Regions from separate parts of the Gossypium arboreum genome. Here region 2 is linked to region 1. The links are chromatin contacts, called in public Hi-C maps. All regions are on one chromosome and are shown on one strand. The core of a region is the stretch at or near the end of the contact, and the rest is flanking DNA. Distances in the headings are between cores, read along the strand shown. Region 1 holds the start of LOC108486630. Region 2 holds the start of LOC108485540.

Region 1 (3,188 bases), core at 396-2,895:
TAGTATTAGATCTTTTCTTTCTCCTTCTAATATCTATCTTTTTTTTTCTAAATTCTTCTTTTATCAATTTTCTTATTTTCTTCATTGTTGCAATTATAAAAAAAAAAAATCTCTTTGTTGCAAATTGCTCCAAATTACAAGCCATTGATGATTGTTAAACACCCCTCTTAAGAAGAATTAGTAACGACAATTGCAATATACGTGTTTGGATCCTGATTTGATGGTGCACAATAGTCGTAGTCGTTGCAATTGCCATAACCACCATTACATTGCCCTCAATGATGTCCTCTATTCCATTGCTAAAACCAGTTTCAAGTTGATTTAGTTGTTGCTAATTCTTTTAATGCTTTTGTTTTGCGTTTTACCATCATCTTAGTGGCAGTGCGAATGATGGTAGTGGCAGTGGGGAAGGGAAAGAGAAAGGTAAATTTTGAAGATCAAATTGAGATCATTTGTAAATTGGGTTAATTTTTTTAAATTATGACTAAATTGATATAATATGTAAAAGTTGAGGCCTAAATTTGTTATTATACTGCTTTTTTAATTGTCACATCACTCTCCCGTAAAAGATTTAACACATTTAACATAAAATGGACAAAAAAAAACAACAATCTCAATTAGTTGGGTGACCAAATTAAAAAAAAATGGTAGTTGGTGACCAAAAAATAAAAAGGGCAATAGTTGGGGACTAAATTAAAAAAATTGATAGTTGTATGACCAACAAAGAAAATAGGCAATAGTTGAGTGACCTATTGTATAGTTTACCCTGCCATTTTATAGGAAAGTAACTTGAAGGAATGAAATTCAAAAGAAAGTAAATAAATATTGACAAACTAAAAGTTAAAATCACTTTCCAACTAATTAAATTTCTAAACATTACCTAATTTTAACCACAACACCAAATATAAAATTTTTTAGTGTAAATTAACTAGTAGTCGCCCAACTATTAGTAAATTTTTTTGGCCACCAAAGCACAAAAAGTTAATTTTTACCCAACTATTAATAAATTTCTTTTTTTTGGTCACCTAACTATGAAAAGTTACATAAAATGGTCAGCTAACTAGTCAATCTTGTCTTCTTCTTTTTTTTTTGTCAACGGCTAACTAATGGTGGCACCTTTTAAAATTAACATAATAGCAACTTTAACCTTTAACATTCATATTGTGTAATTTAGTCTAATTTTTTGCAGTTTTTATTTTCTTTTTGACATTAAAGGTTAATTTTAAAAGGACGAGAAAAGATAGAAATTATTGTCTTAGATTTTTGGGTGTTTTCATTTTAATATATTTTCAATAAAATTTAGTTGATAATTTTTTTTTATCTTTTTAGGTGAAATGGTCACAAAGAAAAGTTGAATTGAAAAAATGTTGAAGGTTAGATTTTCTAGAGTTAAGACTAAATTGATATAATATATAAATATTGAGGGTTAAAGTTACTATTATATCAATTTTACAAACTGCTTAGTCATGTGGTGACCAAAAAAGACAAAATTGAATGGTTGGATTGATATTTTGTAACTTTTCATATTATTAATAGTTGAGTGGTTATTTTATAACTTTTTATAATTGGGTATTAAAAATGAATTTACTAATAGTTGAGTGACTACTAGTGCAGATTACCCAAATTATTAACAAAAGACAATCTAAGTCGTCATCAAGGTAAACAAACGGTTGTGATAAGGAAATTAGGAGAAGTGCAATATCTAACAGCCGTATATGATTTTAGGAATTTAAGAGTCTGACTGAGAAAGCAATTCCGATTCCTCTTTTGGGTTTGTTGTGTTTCGAATCATCGCCTTCGCCTAACTTTTTCTCCTTCAATTTCTCAGGTAACACATATTTGCTCAATTATTATTTTTCCTTTTTGAGGGCTCTTCCGATTCAATTCTCAACAGTTAGGGTCTTGTACAGAATCTATTCATTTAATTTTAGTTTTGATCAAAGTAATAAAGGTTTTAGGGTTCGGCGGGTTAATCTATCTTGTTGTGGTGAAGATGTGGGCTGCTTCATGCCTTGCATCGTGCTGTGCGGCGTGCGCCTGCGATGCGTGCCGCACGGTGGTTTCGGGGATAAGCCGGAGGTCTGCAAGGATAGCCTATTGTGGACTATTTGCCCTTTCTCTGTTTGTTTCGTGGATCCTACGTGAGGTTGCCGCCCCTCTCATGGAGCAGCTGCCTTGTAAGTTTCGTTCGGTTTTGCCTCTTTTATTTTATTTTATTTTGGTTATTGCTGAGTGTGTTCTAGATCTTTATATTATTAATTATTCGGAGCATAATTTGTTTGTTTTAAGATTCCATTACACATATCTTGGTAACTGTTGCACTGAGTGAATGTTGCTGCAATATGGTAAATAGTATCCAATCAATAACCTCTTCAATGGGCGGATAAGTCAAATTCTTTAGGCTTTGTTGCATTAGCATTGTCTTACACGGAGCTAAATGCATTTTAAACATGCTCTCTTAATTAACTATTCACCACATGAATCTGAAGAAAGCTCTGATTTCCATATGAATCTGGGTATATTTCTATTCACCATGTTCAGTATATTGAATCAAAACTGTTTCCTGGATGAACTGTATATATATATTTATTTTGAGTGTTGGATAACTGGTACTTGCACCTCATTTCTCCTGGACCGTGCTGCCCCATGTTATTTTGCCATTAGTTATTTGTATGTGGCACACATTTCATGTTTATAATGTTTTACATATTTCTTGATGGGGAAAAGTAAACTTGGTCTTGAGAGGTATAACTGAACTTGTTGTCTATGTCCTGATATACTTGATTTGCTGATTTAGTGAATATAATATTGTTATTTATACAGGGATCAATCAATTTCACAAAACACCCAACAGGGAATGGTTTGAAACAGATGCGGTGCTGAGGGTCAGCTTGGGAAATTTTCTCTTTTTCACTATCCTATCATTTTTAATGATTGGTGTTAAAAATCAGAGAGATCCTCGTGATGGTTTGCACCATGGTGGATGGATGATGAAAATTATCTGCTGGTTCATTTTAGTTATTTTGATGTTTTTTGTTCCTAATGAGATTATCAGCTTTTATGGTAAGCAACACTGCTTGTGTATCGTTCTACTAAATTAAGAATGCCATATTTTGAAAGTCGTTACATGCTTTAGGAGATTTCTTATGGAGCATTTTCCAATGATTAGAGGAAATAATAAATTGTCT
Region 2 (2,872 bases), core at 291-2,790, 140 kb before region 1:
TAGTAGCACTTTGAGAAAATAACGAATGATAAAAGTATAGTTAAATGTAGTTCTATACATGGACAAATATCAGTCTGGAACATTCATAGAGAAATAAGGGAAAGCGTGTGAAAGTGGTTATATGAATGTTAAACAAATATGAAAACGCCAATTAAGCACTTCTAATGTTGGACTCCATCAGAAGAGATGAAGAATTAGCAGTTGGCATGACTGCTAAGAATTTGTGCAGCTTAGACCATAAGAAGTATTTTATATTCCCCATTGACAATACTCATAGATAGAATGAACCAAATACTTCCTCTCATCATTTATGCCTTGTTATATTTCCTCTCTGCTTAATAATTCTTCATCCCCATTGATCATAATTCACTCAGAACCTAGACGTATATCTTTTCTTGGCAGAAAGTGCATAAAAAAGCTAAATTTAAGTTCAAATTTAATGGACCTCTTGGTAGCCAATTTAGTTTTATGGAAAATTGCAGTGACAAATTAGCAATCAGACCAATTCATAAAACTCCACTAGTTCATAGTTTCACTCGGAAGATAAAGATTACTTATTTTATGCCTCTAAACCAGGCAATACACAAGAACAACAGTATCCAAAACAATTACTTTACAACTAAACTCACCTAATTACTTTGGTTTAAAGATTCTCTATTCTTTTTATGAACTTAACCGTTAAGGGATAACAATAAATACCTTCAGCACACTGCTTACAAGCTTCATTGATAATTTTCAGTGAGAGATCACCAGCTGACTCCACGGCTCACTCCGCCAACTTATTGCTTAAATTCTACAACACAATCCGACATTCAAACTAGATTCATTATCTCATTCCCTACACTCCAAGACCAAGTATTCAGACAAGTAATCAGTTTCCTTTTTCTCTACCACTTCCCTCCTCTCTTTTTTCGAGTTCTAAACAAATGTAATATAAACCCAAAGACATTGCCATAACTGTAATTTGAATTTTGAAAAAAAATACAAAAAAGAGAGAAGAACTAAAATACCTTTTGATAATCTTTATTCATGGCTTCCCAAATGAACTTCTTGAAAAGCATCTCCTTTTTGTTGTTAAGATAACCAGTAATCTACAATGCATTTATTAGCTAAAATTTAAAATAATTTTTTTAAGAAAAAAAACCGTGATGTACTTACCTCGGCGTCATTGATATCAGATAAATCATCATCAGCAGATTCAGAACGCAACTTACGTTTAGATAAAACTCCATGTTTGTCTACAATGGAAGACATAGATCCCCTGTTTTTCTCCATCTAAGGGTATTTTAATCAAACAAACAAGTAAAAAATCCCCCCATAGTTTTCAACAAAAGAAATTTACTGAAACAAAAGCTAAATAAATAAAAACAGGAAAGGGATGAAATATTACGGTACCATGCTTAGACGGAGCAATGGCCGCCTCCAAGTTAACCCTTGAGTCACAGAATCGAGTTTAAAACGCCAAAACTCATTCGCTCTTTTTTTCTTCTTCTTTTTCGAAGACGTTGGAATCACGCGTTCCGTTCTCTTTATATACTAGGCGCTTGTGATTATGAAATTACGACAATGGCCTTGACCATACCGCCATCCACCTTTTTATGGATCGTGGGGTGTTTTTGCGGCTGAATCTGGGAAATTTATATTGGTATAAATACCCAGAACTCCCTATACTTTAAGGTTATGAATAATTTAATTTCTCTCTCAACAATGTAATTTATTTTCATATATTATTTGAAGTTAGTAAAAAAATTAAAATTAGGATTAGTTATTTTCTTTGATGCATTCAACGTGTTATGTTTCAAAAGGTTTTACAAAAATCATAAAAAAATTAAAATTAATCAAACTTCCAAAAATTACAAACAAATTCTAAAGTTCTTAAAAGATTCTAAACTATTATAGAAAAATTTAAAAACAAAAATAAAAACTAATGAAAATTCCAATGTTTTGGGGAAAAATTCTTAAAAATTTCAAAATTTTACAAAATTTATCCAAAAACGTATAAAATATAAAAATTATATAATATTCAAATAGTTTCTAGCAAAATTAAAAATTATTTAAAATATTAAATATCTATTTTTCAAAATTTTTATTTATTTTTTCAATTTTCATAACTTTGAAATTTCTATTAATTTTAGATTCTCTTTATAAAATATTAGAATTTTAAGATTCTTTTGTAATTTTTTACTTTTTGAAAAAGAATTTAATTGTTTTGAATTTTTAAAATATTGTACAACTTCTTTATTATTTTTGAAATTTTTGGATAAAAATATGTCATGTATTAACGAAAATAGTTAAGTTAAAATATGTTTTTTGAAAATATGGAATTTAGTCTTTGTACTTTTATTTTCAGAATTTAGTTCCTTTATTTTTAGATTTCAAAATTCAGATTTAACTGTTTACACTATTAAATTTGTTTTGTTGAATTTAGATTAATTATAATGTAATTTTTATTTTAAAATGTCATACCAATAAATTAAACAAAAAAATAACAGTGATAATAGTTGGAAATTGATTTTGAAATTTGAAAAGTAAAGAAACTAAATTCCTAAAAATAAAAGTACAAAGATTAAATTCTAATTTCTTTAAAAATATGAAAACTTATGGCATATTTTAACCAAATAATTTATGCAATCTCAATTTTGTTTGTCTAGTCACTTTTGAATGGTATAAAGGACTAAATTGCTTTCTTCATTTTAAGAGTGACTAAATTATCCCTAATTTTATAATATTGGGACCTCTTGCATATTTATATTCAAGATAATTCTTTTTATTACATTTTATTTCTAGAAATACATTATTTCAAAGAGTTTCATATGACTGAGTTCAATTGAGTCTTTTAGATTTTTCATACAATTCTATGGTAATTTAATTC

The links. Hi-C and Micro-C count contacts between places; a contact is called where the count stands out from the background.
Region 2: a Hi-C map of leaf shows a contact between it and region 1, with 2.1 times the contacts expected there. The contact joins the promoter of LOC108485540 here to the promoter of LOC108486630 in region 1. A contact is called at or near these places in 2 of 5 Hi-C or Micro-C datasets (both in leaf).

The regions. Positions count from the first base shown.
Region 1 is chr6:18,388,624-18,391,811 of ASM2569848v2, reverse strand. LOC108486630 reads left to right here and starts at 1,645. Exons shown (of 7, transcript XM_053029746.1): 1 at 1,645-1,828; 2 at 1,932-2,177; 3 at 2,824-3,063. The coding sequence starts at 1,994.
Region 2 is chr6:18,533,470-18,536,341 of ASM2569848v2, reverse strand. LOC108485540 reads right to left here and starts at 1,540. Exons shown (of 5, transcript XM_053029468.1): 1 at 1,396-1,540; 2 at 1,159-1,275; 3 at 1,011-1,091. The coding sequence starts at 1,398.